Linked DNA regions of Mus musculus: regions 1, 2, 3 and 4 are each linked to region 5. A link is a contact called in public Hi-C, HiChIP or PLAC-seq and promoter capture Hi-C data. All regions are on one chromosome and are shown on one strand. The core of a region is the stretch at or near the end of the contact, and the rest is flanking DNA. Distances in the headings are between cores, read along the strand shown. Region 1 holds the start of Wdr95 (WD40 repeat domain 95). Region 2 has its middle 12 kb from the start of Gm34700. Region 3 holds the start of Usp12 (ubiquitin specific peptidase 12). Region 4 holds the start of B3glct (beta-3-glucosyltransferase). Region 5 holds the start of Slc46a3 (solute carrier family 46, member 3).

Evidence for each region. Hi-C and Micro-C count contacts between places; a contact is called where the count stands out from the background. HiChIP or PLAC-seq counts read pairs in DNA pulled down with a chosen protein or histone mark. Capture Hi-C pulls out chosen DNA fragments and counts their contacts.
Region 1: an H3K4me3 HiChIP or PLAC-seq map of embryonic stem cells shows a contact between it and region 5, with 6 times the contacts expected there. The contact joins the promoter of Wdr95 here to the promoter of Slc46a3 in region 5. A contact is called at or near these places in 1 of 39 promoter capture datasets (pre-B cells) and 1 of 115 datasets of contacts at active chromatin or transcription factors (embryonic stem cells).
Region 2: a contact with region 5 is called in a Hi-C map of the G1E-ER4 cell line, with 4 times the contacts expected there. The contact joins the enhancer-like site here to the promoter of Slc46a3 in region 5. A contact is called at or near these places in 3 of 39 promoter capture datasets (the 3T3-L1 cell line, the HPC-7 cell line and hippocampal neurons), 5 of 484 Hi-C or Micro-C datasets (B cells, the G1E-ER4 cell line and liver) and 4 of 115 datasets of contacts at active chromatin or transcription factors (embryonic forebrain, fibro-adipogenic progenitors, microglia and 1 more).
Region 3: a contact with region 5 is called in a promoter capture Hi-C map of adipose tissue, with 3 times the contacts expected there. The contact joins the promoter of Usp12 here to the promoter of Slc46a3 in region 5. A contact is called at or near these places in 3 of 39 promoter capture datasets (the 3T3-L1 cell line, the HPC-7 cell line and pre-B cells) and 1 of 9 other capture datasets (adipose tissue).
Region 4: an H3K27ac HiChIP or PLAC-seq map of thymic regulatory T cells shows a contact between it and region 5, with 9 times the contacts expected there. The contact joins the promoter of B3glct here to the promoter of Slc46a3 in region 5. A contact is called at or near these places in 1 of 484 Hi-C or Micro-C datasets (CD4 T cells), 1 of 115 datasets of contacts at active chromatin or transcription factors (thymic regulatory T cells) and 1 of 9 other capture datasets (liver).

The regions. Positions count from the first base shown.
Region 1 is chr5:149,527,294-149,529,993 of GRCm38.p6, forward strand. Wdr95 (WD40 repeat domain 95) reads left to right here and starts at 1,386. Exons shown (of 23, transcript NM_029440.3): 1 at 1,386-1,478. All of the region lies in intron 1 of Gm15997 (predicted gene 15997), which reads right to left.
Region 2 is chr5:146,686,657-146,689,376 of GRCm38.p6, forward strand. No RefSeq gene overlaps it. Among named protein-coding and RNA genes, the nearest start is that of Gm34700, 12 kb to the right of the region's middle. Within about 2 kb of position 1,420, at least 55 of the 459 cell types and tissues checked have an H3K27ac peak or open chromatin away from gene starts, as enhancers often do. A contact at or near this core is called in B cells, the G1E-ER4 cell line, liver and 1 more, where this site is marked.
Region 3 is chr5:146,793,607-146,796,306 of GRCm38.p6, forward strand. Usp12 (ubiquitin specific peptidase 12) reads right to left here and starts at 1,350. Exons shown (of 9, transcript NM_011669.3): 1 at 1,009-1,350. The coding sequence starts at 1,056. 1700041I07Rik (a long non-coding RNA gene) reads left to right here and starts at 2,219. Exons shown (of 2, transcript XR_377208.4): 1 at 2,219-2,516.
Region 4 is chr5:149,676,841-149,679,563 of GRCm38.p6, forward strand. It overlaps B3glct (beta-3-glucosyltransferase), which reads left to right and starts at 1,390. Exons shown (of 15, transcript NM_001081204.2): 1 at 1,390-1,539. The coding sequence starts at 1,497.
Region 5 is chr5:147,893,512-147,896,211 of GRCm38.p6, forward strand. It overlaps Slc46a3 (solute carrier family 46, member 3), which reads right to left and starts at 1,304. Exons shown (of 6, transcript NM_027872.4): 1 at 970-1,304; 2 at 322-534. The coding sequence starts at 510.

The DNA.
Region 1 (2,700 bases), core at 136-2,635, 1.6 Mb after region 5:
GAGGTCTGGGGTGTACCTCAGTGGTAGAGTGCTTACCTAACATTTATAAGGTCCTGGGTTCAGCGTCAGAATTCTGTCTAAACTCCACCCCACAGTTACCTGGCAACAGGCAGGTAGGCCTGACCCACTATAAAAGGGGCTGCTTGCCCACTCCTCTCCCTCTTGTTCTCTTGCTCTCTTGTTCCCACTCTGTCCCCTCGCCTCTTCCCCGCCCCCCTCCACGTGCTCATGGCTGGCCTCTACTCCTCTACTTCTCTACTCTCCCTCTCTCTGCCTTTCTCTGCCTCCACTGCCCTCTTAACTCCCCTCCCCATGCCCTGAATAAACTCTATTCTATACTATACTATACTATACTATACTATACTATACTATACTATACCTGTGGCTGGTCCCTCATGGGGAAGGGATGCCTCGGCATGGGCCCGCTGAGACATTCCCTTCTCCCACACCTCACCACACCTCATAGCACATATCTCCTATTTATTTATTTATTTATTTATTTATTTATTTATTTATTTATTTTAAACACATCATTCAGGACTGAAGGAAGAAAGACAAAACTCATGGAAATGATTTTAAGTGATTCTTAATAATTCATATTTAAAATTACAACATTTCTGCTTCTTAGACTTCAACTACAGTTTCATCTGGTACTAAGGTCACCTGCCCAGAGACCTGGTGTGAAGCGAAGCGGTAGGCAAGACAGAGAAGCCCTGTTCTGAGCTGGCTGTCCTCCCGCTTAAGGAGCAGCTGTCTTAGTGGCCTCCCAAGCACCAACGCCAGGGCACCCGCGCCAGCTGCCACACTGGAGCTGCCGGAGTTCCACACCAGTAGAGTTTTATGTAAGGGCTTCAAAGCTACAGCAGCCACCGCAGTAGCTCTGACCTGGCCTTTCATGTCTCAGTCCAGACAAACGCGTGATTGAAGAAAGGATTCATCCAAGCCCGTGTCACATTGGCCATCTGGAAACCCGCCAGCCGCTCATTTAGCAAATTACTTTGTTTAAAGGCAGCTCTGTGTTCCAGCGTTTGTGCTACCAGGATGGGTCTCATAATTCCTCCGCCTTGGTTTATCCGCTCGGCTCCTCTCGATCTGCCTAGCAACTTAAAAGACTGTTAATGCGTGACAAGGCACTTGACCCGCATGATTTTCGAGCGGAGGGAGAGCATTCGTCTTGTGCTGGCTTGTCCTCTCCTCCAAAGCAAGGGCACGACGCCCCGCGCTCTCTGTCTTAATGAAGCCTGCCTTTATTAAGAAGCCCATTAAGCTCCACAGGGCCCAGCCATCCAGCACTGTAAATATTACCCCATAGAAATTCACATAGGGCCCTGGCGCGGGGTGGGGGATGGGGAGTACGGTAAGCGCTCACCCATTCTGCCAGTCTGGAGGAGACCTCAGCTCTCTGTTGATGGAAGGCTGTTGCTGTTTGACAGGCTGATGCCTCTTTGTTTGGAAAGATGAGTTAGAATCGTTAGCAGGTAATGTCACAAGGCCCCTGGGGTGGTTTGAATAAAAGAGTTGGAAGCAACCTGACTACAGAATAGCAATGAGTTCTCAGGTGTCTGATCTGGATTTTCTTCTTCCAAAAGAGGAAAGAAAGAGGAAAAAGGAGCCCACAGAGGCTGAGATGGTTTCTTATCAGGATGTTGCGGGTCACTTTGTCCTGATATGGTTTATCATCTGTCATTGACCAGGGCAAATGATCTTGGTGACTGTTGTTTCCATAAATTGCTCATCTGGGGTCGTGGTATTCTTAAGTCTGGAAGCTAGAAGCTCAAATCAGTGAGTGGATCAAAGACATATCGTGTGTTCAGTATCTAGCTAGGCCCTTTAAGGGGGCGGGGGGGGGGGGAGGATCACACAATAAATGTGCTTTGGGAAGTTTTTTTTTTTTTTTTTAAAGTGTGTCTATTTAGTGACTAGTAAAGACTCGGACTGGGTGTCAAATGTTGATGTGATTTGGGCCAAGGTTGCCTTAGTCCTCTCTTGGAATTATTTTTAGAGGTAACTGAATTAGTGATGACATATAGTAAGAACTCAACCGTGCTACTTGATATGTTTTGTAAAGCGCGGTATGCTTCACTGGGAGGGGGTGTCTTAGTGGGTGCCCCCTGTCCCCAGGTACCAGTCATACAACACGGGTCTAGTATAAAATGTTCACTTGAGGCATGGGAAGGGGGTTGAGAAAGGAGTTGAAGTAGAGAAAAAGAAGGGACAGAAAAAGATGGGGAGAGGGAGGGTGGGGGGGTCAGAGAAAGAGAGAGAGAGAGAAAGGGGTCAGAGAGAGTGAAGAGAGGCCAAACAGTTCTTTTTATAGCAACCCAGGCTCCCACCTGGCTGTTGCTAGGTAACTAACTGTTGGGAGGAACCTAGAAGGAATGCTAACGTGCTAACACTAATAACACCAGGTATGGGATAGCTATCCTCGGTATTGGCACCGCTAAAGTAGTCACTGGACTGGATCGAGGGAAGAGAGCTTTATGAGCCAACTCCATACATGTACCAACTCCAGGTAGGGAGAGGGCGGCCTGTGAATGGCACTGCATAAACCGGGCACAGCCTTGGTGGGCAGGGAAAGAAGTGGGTAGGTAGCTAGGTGGACTGGAAGGAAGCTCGAGTTCAGAGCACAGGAGTGGAGATGATGAACGAATGAGGGGCTGTGTTGGTGGAGGCTTGAAGGCTAAGGGGTCTCAACATGAT
Region 2 (2,720 bases), core at 170-2,669, 1.2 Mb before region 5:
TCTGTGAGATCCTTAGAGCAGTCAGTCTGGAGACAGACGGGAAGTAGAATGGAGGCTTCCGGGACCTAGAGGAGTGGGGAACGGGGAGCAACTGTTTAAGAAGTGCAGTCTCCATCCTGCAAAATGAAAACCGTTCTAGACAGGGCCGCCGGTGACGGCTCTGTAGCCGTGTGAATGTAATAATGCTGACAGCGTGCATTTAACAGTTAAGATGGGAAGCCTTGCCTTATATGTACTTCGTGATTGATTATTTTTCAAGTTTGGTTGTAAAGCCCAGGCACCTTTAGACAAATCGAGCTGCCTCCAAGAGAAGACGGCATCAGGCTTTGTCCATGGCCAGGGGATGCCTGGCCTTTCCACACAGCCCCTGCCCATGAGCTGCTGCTCCTGCCCAAAGCGAGAGCACCCACCTGCTCCCCGAGCCCTGATCTCACCGCTTGTATCTGCCTAGAAAGGGACTTCCCAAGAGGTCACTGGCCACCTGTGGTCAGAGGTGGCCCTGCATGCTTGGGTCTCTCCCAACCGGTGGTAAATGCACGCAGCAAGATCCACACTCTGCGTTCTTTCTGCATACCATGCTGCTCCCGCAGAGACCGCACACACTTGGTGCTTAATAGATAGTCGAGGAAGAGAAATGCGAAAGGAGGCAGGGGAGGGTGAGAAAGGGAGATGGAGGGATGGGAGGGAGATGCGCCAACGTGGGTCAGAACTCACCTCCGCTTTATGGGTACAGATAGGGCCTCAGGATGAACGGGCAGCGGGCCATTCCCGCGGGGCTCAATTTCTCCCTCCCCTGTCTCACTCCCCAGAATTTTGGAAGTGACGGTACTCATATCCTCAGGAGGGCTGCTCAATGTGAGTGGCATCGGGGCCCATGACGAAAGCCACTCACCCCACCCCCACCCCCACCCCCAACCCCACCCCCACCCCTACCCCCACACGCTGTTGCTTTTTGCTGCCCTAGAACAAGAAACACAGAATATTCAATTCCTGAGCAGGCTTCGCACATCCAGGGTGCTACCCATTAGCTCACACCACCTGGGCACCCTATCCTCCCTTGGCCTCCTGGACCTCCCTGGCTCCCTCAGCCCCCGGGGCCCCGTATTATCCACACAATCTGTTCCCGGGTGATAATGAAACTCTCAGGTCAGGAAGAGGGAAGCTTTGTGACCCTCCTGTCGGGAGGAGGGGGTCTCTTTGCTTGTCGGACCCTGGTATTTGCTCACCTGACATTTCAATTTTGTGACAAGGTGACATGCAAAGGGGAGAGGGCACATTTTTTTGGCAGGAGAGGTAATTTATTAGACATCCACTCGCCAGCTATAAACATCTCCTTTCGGTTTGCTATTGCAGTCCCGGCCTGCCACAGGGCTGATCCCTGGTTAATGCATAACTTGGTGAGTGCCACTCTCAGGGCAGGCAAGCCTCATGCCCCCAGCTCCTCACTTCCTCCTCCACCTGACCTGACAACGGGGCCATGTCACCCTCTGCTTGCAAAGAGGCGGGCCTGAAGCTGGAGTCCCACACCGGTTGACCCAGAGTGACATGAGGTCACGCTTACTGAGTGCAGTAGGCTAGGCTTCGAGTTTTCCACCCGTGTGGGATGGCTGTGACGGCCACCTTAACACAAAAGCAGCTGCTGCACCCTGGGGATGAACCTTCTGTTTTCTGACATCCTCCCTGTGGCTTCAAATAATCAAGGACGGGGAGGAACACGCTGCAACTGCGGTGCTCTGGGGTGAGATGGAAAACAAACACGCAGGGCTAGAACCGGTGTACACGCGCCTTTAATCCCAGCACTCCAAAGGCAGAGGGAAGGCAAAACTCTGTGAGTTCAAGGCCAGCCTGTCGACATAGAGTTCCAGGACAGCCAGAGCTACGAGATTCTATCTCAAAATAAATGAAAGAAGAAAGAAAAAGCAGGTCACTTACCAATGGAACTGACTGAAGTATCCCCAAATATCCAAAGTAAACTTGGTGGCCGAAGGGAGACTTCTAGAAAACCTTAGAACGTAACACAAATATAGAGAAGCATGTTTGGTTGCAACTTGATAAATTCCCATGAAGCAAGTCTGCCTACCTAACTTGAACAAATTCAAAACAGAGCTTGGCCAGTTAGTTGGGACTAACCCCAGGTACCCCAAGTCAGAGTGACCCTCATCCTGGCCACCATCAAAGGTCTCCGTTTCCTGAATGTTCTATTGCATCTGGCTTCTCTCAGCATCCTGGTACCTATGGTTGAAGTCCACTCCTTCCATTAGTTTATTTCCCTGGGGAATATAGGTTGTGTATAGCTTTGGCCAGCATGTCAAAAACGCAGGTTCTGGGTGAGGCTGGAGAGATGGTTCGGTGAGTAAGCACAGGCTGGCGGCTCTCCCGGCAGACCCCAGTTCGAATTCCAGCACCTACCTGGTAGCTCACAATTGTCAATAACTCCACTTCCAGAGGATCAAGTGCCCTCTTCTGGTCTCTGCAGGCAGGCACCAGACACGCACATGGTATACTGACATATATACAGGCAAAACACTCATACACGTAAAATTAAAAATTTAAAATGCAGGTTAGAAGAAGGGACATCCTTGGGTTTTGATATCTGGTTTGATAGCTGGGTGATACTGGAGCCAATATCCTGCAGATATCTAGAAATGCCTGTGATGTTTTCACTTTACAAAGACAGCAGGGGCCTCTGTGGAGCCTTTTGTGAGGTGGGAAGGTCTTAG
Region 3 (2,700 bases), core at 100-2,599, 1.1 Mb before region 5:
CAGAACACAAAAACGGAGATGAAGCAGGTGCAGGTCTTTGGTAAATAACTCCAGACCCACACTGCAAAGAGTAACTTTTTTCATTGATTCATAAATCACAATCTCTACGGCGAAGTTCATAAAGGAGGTAATGGATTTGCTTTATCACGTGGGAAGCCGTGGTGCTTCTGGCAATGCACAAAAACACGTTTGGAACCCACCCGCGCGCGTTTCGTTTTTTTCGGGGGAATCTGTGTACTTCAACCCCACACAGCGGTGTCTGCTCTATTAAAATAAACAAATGACAGGAAAGCGAATGCAGCTTTTCAAGATTAACACAGATTCCCAGAGACAAGGCTGCCATCTGGACGGACACAGGTTGGAAGCCGCAAGAGTTCCTATCGCTTCAGAGAGTTGAAAATAAGAAAACATTTCAACAGCACTCTTAAAAGTTTCCACCTTCACACGCCCCCTTCCCGAGCCAGGGCCTGGGGCTCCACCTAACCCGAGGAGGAACTCCGCCAGGACTTCCGTCTTCCAGTAGGATCGAGACCCTTCCTTCCTGCCGCAGACCCCCGCCCTGCCCCGCGCAGGGCCCCAAGGAAATGCCGCGTCCCTTCCCCTGGCACAATCCCCTCGCTTCCCGGTACCAGTCCCCAGTTTAAAGTCCCGGCTCCAGCCTCCAACCTCAGTCCACACCTCGAGTCCCCAAGTCCCCAACCCCAGTCTGCAGCCCTTACCCCCAACCCCGTCCCTGAGCCCCCAGGCCCTAGTCCCCAGCCACAGTCCCCGAGTCCCCGGTGCCCAGACCCAGAGCTCCCCGTCCTCAACTGCGACCCCGTGGTCAGGACCCAACCCCGAGCCCCGGTCGGTCCTATCCCCAGTGTCCCGGCCCCGCCTGCCGTGTCCAGCACGCCTTCCCCGCGGCCACTCGGCCCCGCGCCCGGTCCGCCCGCACACGACCAGGCCCGCGGGCGGCGCCTCGAAGGCGGGGACCGGCCCCCCGGGCCGCGCTGCCGCCGCACCTACCATGGTACAGATGGAGGCGAATTTGGAGACTGTCATTAGGATTTCCATCCGCCCGGCGCCATCTTCCAGACAGTCGCGGCGGGCGGGGGACGCGGGGAGCCGGGCCGCCCGCTCGCTCCGCAGCCCGCGGCCGCACCCGGAGCCGCCGCCGACCCACGCTTCTAGCCTGCTGGGCCGCCGCTGCCGTCGTCGCCGCGGGCGCTCAGGCTTCCTCCGGCCCAGCCCCCGCCCGCCGGCCGCCCGCCCGCCCCCGGCTCCGCCCCGGCGCACGGCGCAGCCGCCGCCTCAGGGCCCGCGCCTGCCCGGGAAGCCGCTCACAGCACACCCCGCCCAGCGCGCTGGGGAGAGAGCTCCGCGCAGGCCCTACCGCCCCGACGACCGGGCAGCGTCCTTCCGCCCCGCCCGCCTCCGGCGCCGCCACGCCCACCGCAGCTGTGCCACGCCCATGGTGCCCCGCCCTCCCACGGGGGGGGGGCGAGCTTGGGGAGGACGGCTCCACCCAGTGCGCGTTGGGGCGGGGCGAGACCCGTGCCGCGTTCCTCCTGCAGATGGGTCCTAGCGCCGACGTGAAGCACCTACCTTAGCTTGCAAGAGCGGGTCTTTAGGGGATCGAGCCTTTGCTCTGCGGCGTCTGTGACATCAAGCAGCCTTTAGAGCGACTGACAGTCAGTTGAAACAGAAGACGGAGACCATATCTGGGAAACTGGATGGGTTGGAAGGCAACCCCGCCAGAGTCCCAAGCACTTGGATGTTTTTCTGGGGTGAATCATCTGGGCCTAATTCCCTAAGAAAAGGCTAATTAGATAAAAAGACAAGATTTAACTCTATGAATTAGCAGTAGTGGGGGAGAAGAGGAAGGGGAGCCAATCCTGAAAAACAGTGGGATACCAACTTGGAATTTGTAACAGGGTGGTATGTCCCAAGTAAGAAGCCGAAGCCAATGTGTGAGGAGCACATAGACCGTGTTAGCTAGTGGATGAACGCTTCCTATTTTCTACCGGCAGAAAATTCATAAAACTTCATAAATTACTACTTTAAAAAGCCTGTGATTTGTTTTGATTGGTGATCTGAGGGTAGGACCTTTTCTGCCTTCCACCCAACTCCCCACCACACCGGGTCTGTGGAACTTGGGGCCTAAATTCCGACGAAAGCTCTAAAATCTGATAAGCCTCACTTCATAGTCCAAAGCATTCAAAAGACCGAGAATTTGAACAAAATTTAGTCGAGAAACAGATTTCTGGTACATGAATACTGTTTCCATAGCAATTCCATTGTAAGCGTTGGGGGAGGGGAACACCCACTGAATACAGCTAAGTATTCTGGCAGCTGCTTATTCTCCAGGTATCTACCTTCGTAGTGGCTAGGCCTCCCGCTTTTCTGTAGATACCACGGCAGGGGCTTGGACTCTGGTTTACACCAGTTCAGATCTATGCAATGTTTGTCGCGTTGCTCGCCACTCTAGACTCCACAAGCATAGAGCATGGTCGTACAACATCTATATTTTAAAGGTAAGGATGGGAGCTGGACATATGGCTTAGTTGGCGAAGTGTTTGTGTAGGTGTTCTGAGGTTTCATATCCTCAGCTGAAGTGCTAATCCTACTATGGTAAGGTCATCCTCAGCTATTTAATGAGTTCAAGACCAGCCTGGATCACTTGAGTCCTTGTCCCCAAAAAAATAAATGAATGAAAAG
Region 4 (2,723 bases), core at 140-2,639, 1.8 Mb after region 5:
AGATGGATCATCGGATCGGCCACTCTGGAGTTTGAGTTACTGGCAGTCATAAGCCAACAAATGTGGATGTAGGAATGGAACTCAGGCCCTCCAGGAGAGTAGTACATGGTCTTAATCACTGAGTCACCTCTCCATCCTTCCAGGATAATTTCAATGAAAAGTCTGATCCACTAAGCCCTCAAAGTTGTTTGCTACCAAAGTAGGGTCCTCAGTTGTGTTACTTGGCTACTAGATTTTTCTCTCTATTTACATCTTGTTTATAGGTACGGTGTCTAACAAAGGGAAGGAATATTTCCTAGGAGAATGCTAGAAAACTTTAGCAATGGGAAACTGTCTATCAGCTTTAGAACTTCCCAAGAAAGCCCAAGGAGTTAAAGCAGCCAACCAAGAATTTGGAAAAACTGTAGCGCTGGTCTTCATCAGTCAAGAGACTGGCACCAGTCAACAAGAAACACACAGAAACTAAGAAATATGACTGCCAAAGTCTTTATGAGCAGGCTTGCCCTAGAGTTTTACTACCTGTGGTTGGGGGAGATGTTCGGTGAGTCATTTGTCCTGTGACCACAGTGGCTGAAAGGCAACTCTAGCTGCCCTCTAGCCTCGCATCATCTAAACACAAGCCAGGGTTGCTCAGTCAGTCTTTTTTACATCCTTGGAGATGCAGGAGAAACTGTGTTTCTGGGAAGGGTCCCTCTAATTCTTCCCTGTAATTGTTTCCCTCTTTGGTTCACTACAATGTAACTGTAAGGTCCTCAGGTGGAACTCTTCCAGGGTGGGAGGGAGACCCTTCAGGATTCTGTGCTGGAAGGAACTCTGCTTATGTGACTTTTCCACCTCACTCTTCTCTGTGTTCTTAATTGATTCATTTTCATCAAGTATCTTGAATACCCTCTCTCTTCCATCACAGTGAACACTCAAAATAACATTAATAAAAATTTAGCTTTACACCAACATCTATTAAGAGCAAAACTCCGGGCCAAAGCTATTAATCAAATTCCATTTAAGAAGAGGATATTAAGTAAATTAGTTGAGCTGATTAAAAACACCTTCATCAAAGTAGAACATCGGTGCCAACAATATTAAGAGTTGAATTATCGATTTTGCTTTTTATAAAAACTGAAGATAGTCCATTAGCAGGGAAGAAAAAAACGATCCTTCTTCCTTCACTTTGAGGACAGTAAGGGTGATCTACTGCTAGGGATGGGGAAAGAAGTTCTGGGAAGCGAAGGGCATGACGGCAGAGTTTGTCAGAGGGTCAGAAAAGAAGCTCTGAGGTCAGATGCCCAGAGGAGGGCGCGGTCCAGCTGGGCAGCAGGACCACCTACAACCGCGCCGGTTGCGAGCGTACACCGGGGCGCTCCCGATCCCGGCCGCCAGAGGGCGCAGCCCGAGCCGGCGCGGCGCCGGGAAGGAGGAGGGGAGCGCGAGAAGGGTCAGGCGCGCAGGGCGTCCGCGCAGCTCGGCTCCGGGAAGGGCGCGGAGCCTCTGCCTCCGGGATGCGGCCTCCCGCGCTGCTGGCGCTGTTCAGCTGCTCCGCGGGTAAGTAGCGAGCGGCCCGGGCGGGCGCGGGGAGGGAGTCCCGGGGCTGCTGGCCACCCCCGCGCGGTTCCGGCTGCCGCCCGCCCCGTCCCGCCCCGTCCCGGCCGCAGCGCCCTCTAGTGGCGCCACCCTCGGCCCGCGCCCTCTCCATCTCCGCCTCCTTCCGCCGGGGCACGCGGGCTGGTGGGGAGGGCGCGGCCGGGTCGGGAGCCAGAGCCGCGCAACTGCTAGAAACTTTACAAGAGGCCGCGCCTTTCCCGCCCCTGCGCGCCGCCCGTGCGCCCTGCGGTGCACACCTCGCGCCCCACTATGAGCACCCCGCCCTGTGCGCCCCCAGCGCCCCGCCGAATGCTTGCCGCGCTCCGCGGTGTGCACTCCGCACTCCACCGTAGCTATCCTACGCCCCACGGCATTCATGCCACGGCCCGCCGTGTGCACTCTGCGCCCCACTGTGTACACTCCGTGCGCCCCACCGTGTGCACCCTCTGCTTGTGCTTACTCCGTGCCCGGCCGTACACCCCCTGCTCTCTACCGTGTGCCCCTGTGTCCCACAGCTGTGCACTCATGGGTCCCATAGTTGTGCATCCCATACCCCTAGATGTGCATCCCCGCGCCCCACCTTGTGCACACCCCTCGATCCTCCATGTGCATTCCCAGTGCCTGGAGGTGCATATCCCAAGTTTCACCCCTCCCGACCTTGAATACCGTATCCCACCTCACCGTGCATACCCCGCATCCCACTGTGTGCACCCCGCTCTCTACCTTGTGCATCCCCCGTGTTCCGCCCTGTGCACCCTGTACCTCCTGTTGTGGACAACCTGCACTCGGCCATGGGCACCCCTTTTCCCACTCCTCCGTATGTACCCTGGATCTCCTGCTGTGCATGACCGGTGTCCCACTATCTACACCCCACCCCCACCCCCGCCCATCGCCCCAGTCAAGCACACACCGTTTTGCCTTAAATACTCCATGCATCCCATCGTGTGTTCCTTGAGACCCTACCCAGCTTTACAGAACCCTGATACAGCCATTAGCACGCCCCAAGGCGCGCCCCCCTCCCCGTATCCCTTGCGTCACCCCCACCCTGTACCCTCAGCTCCTGCAATTTCCCAGAGACCTCCTCTCTTTGTGTACCACTCCCTAGGAACCTACAAACTTGGCCTGCCTTCCTCCTAATGCAGTTG
Region 5 (2,700 bases), core at 54-2,553:
TTCAAGAGACCAAGGAAGAGTGGGTGAGATTGTAGTGAGATTTCCTAAGGATAAAAGAGTTGGTCCCACAAGGTGGGTGGGGATTGGGGACAGGAGTGGAGGTGCCTTAGAGAGTTAGAAAGAGCCAGATTAAAGGTGTCAAGAGGAACTATTAACCGAAATAGGAACAGAGAGAAGGTGGCTTAATTTCAGTGTGTGTGTGTGTGTGTGTGTGTGTGTGTGTGTGTGTGTGTGGTCACACCTTGGAGAGCCTCTTTGGTTTGGAACCTGTTTCCATTCCCTGTGACTCCAGGATGGGAGGTTTTAATTTTAATTTCTTACCTCCCGGAATGCAAAGATGGAGCTGCTTTTGTTTTGGTCACACTCAGAGCCATTGCTATTGGAAGCAAAGGTGTAGTTACCGGTTTCCTCCCAGATCCTCCGGTACACGTACTGCGCTGTCAGCGGGATGGTCAGAGTCATAGCAAACGCGTTCAGGAGAATGGCGGGCTCTATGAATGAAATCTTCATATTGCTCAAGTGGGCAGATCGAGTCTATTGCAGAGCGGGAAGCGGGAGGAGAGAAACGGGGCGAGTGTGGGGGGGGGGGATAGAAATCATCAGTTGATTTTTTATCCCAGAGGCTAAATTCTCAAAAGTGGGGAAGTTGGAACAATGTGTCATAAACAAACATTAGCAAGCAAAAAGAGTTCCAGATTTCTGAGAGAGTGCCCTTGCCGGGAGAGGGTACCCTAGTTCTCTCCGAGGAGCAGGGACTAAGTCAACCTCCGCCCCCGACTCCGCTTAGCTAATGCTCACAGTGCTGAGCAGAACAGCACCGGCCGGTTCCCATAAGGTAAACAATGAAGTTACCCGGGGACCCGGAGGTTATGTAATTACTATTATTTTGGCTGCAGGTTAAGGGCCTTGTAAAAAGCAGCTCCCGATCGGAAGGGGAGTTTAGTTTCTGTTTTCGTTTTTAAAACTCACCCCACGGTTACAGTTTTCCTGCTAGGCTAGGCACAGGTGGGACCGTAGTCGGGACTGTGTTCTCCGTTACCCAGTGCGGGGCGTAGCGCCCCCGGGTTTTCAGCACGGTTCGCCAGCTGGGAAGAGCCAAAGGAAGGGGCAGCGAGGTGGAGCTAGACCGCAACAGGGGGACGTCCCTTGGGACGGGACACTCGAGCCCTGTTAGAAGGCAAAGAGAAATAAGCGCACCTCCCGGACTCTGTTGGCCCTGGACTCAGTCCCCGCCGCTCCCCGCGCCGCCGCACTCTTGGTCTTTGGGCCCTAGTGGTGACTCGGCCGCCGAGCATCATCACTCTGCCAAGAGCTGGCAATCTTCGGCCGGAGCTGTCACCCGCTTCCCTAGCTCGCTTGTGATTGGGTATGGCGGCCGGCGCCCCCGTAGCGATTGGTCTAGCGCAGTGTCATTCTCTTGCACCCGCCCCCGAAGGTTCAGCGGCTGAATCTCCCCGAGTTGCTGGGCAAGTTGGGTGATCCCGGCAGCTCTGCGAAGGTTCTGCTAAGCGTATCTGGATAGGATTATTGGTTTTCGCTGAAGCGCCGTGGAGTCATAGGTATCTGGATCGAGAGTTCGAGACTAGCCCAACGATATAACAAGACTCCTGTCCAAAGCAGATAATGATAATAATAATAATGATAATAATGATGATAATAATAAGTGGTTGGAAACGTCATACGCTAGGGTTGCAGTTCACTGCAGCATTCCGGTGGACCCAGCAAGCGTCTGCACAAGCAATGTGAGAGAGAAGACACTGAAAGTTCATGAGAGGAGAAGAGTTCCGAGTAGGGGAGTTGTTGGCCTTGGGAAAATTTAAACGAAATATTCACTACATTTTACGTAGTCATTTATTTTATGTGTATGCCCACGCCGAGCAGAGGTCAGAAAATGGTGCTAGAATTTGTGTTACAGGCAGTTGTGAGCTGCCCTGAGAGCGTAGAAACGGAACCCAGAGCAGTAAGTGTTCTTCATTAGTGAGCTTCTCTCCAGCCACCCCTGCTGAGTTGCGGGGGAGGGGATTGTTAAATCTCTCTGAAAGTCGGCTCTTTCTCTGTTGAGAAGATGTAAGTAAGTCTCACAAAGCCATGGCAACACCCTAGACAGTAGGACCGCCGCTAATGGCCGCCAACGCGCACAGCTGGAGCACACCTGCAGCTGATAGGGGGTTACTTCCTGAGGAAGAGAAGCAAGCTGAGAGTTCTGTGATTTGGGGACCCGTCCAAAAAAGGAAGACCTTAGGCTGGAGTGGTTGCGTCAGGAAGTGGGGGACAATCCTGCAAATGCGCCTCTTACTCTTATCTAGAGATCAAGGTCAGATGTGGGCCAGAGCCTTATTGATAAAGGAGTAACACTCCAGACTATGGGCTATTTTTGCCCAGATGAGAGTACTGGTGCAATGCTCCTAACCACTGAACCACCCTCTCTCGAGGCAGATCTGGAACAGCTTCAGAGTGGGAAGGGCGGCTAAAGGAGCTGACTAGCAGAAAAGGATATTCTGTACTGGAGAGAAGGCGATCTGATGACTCTAGATAGCCACAGAGAGAATTGAGGAAGTAACTCTCAACATCGCACTCTTGACAGTTTCACAGCACTGTACAATCTTCATATGCCTAAAATAACAAACATTGCTGCTAGCTGATCTACAGAGTTTGATTGATTTCCAACCTCTTGTTGACAATTTTTCTTCTTCTTCTTCT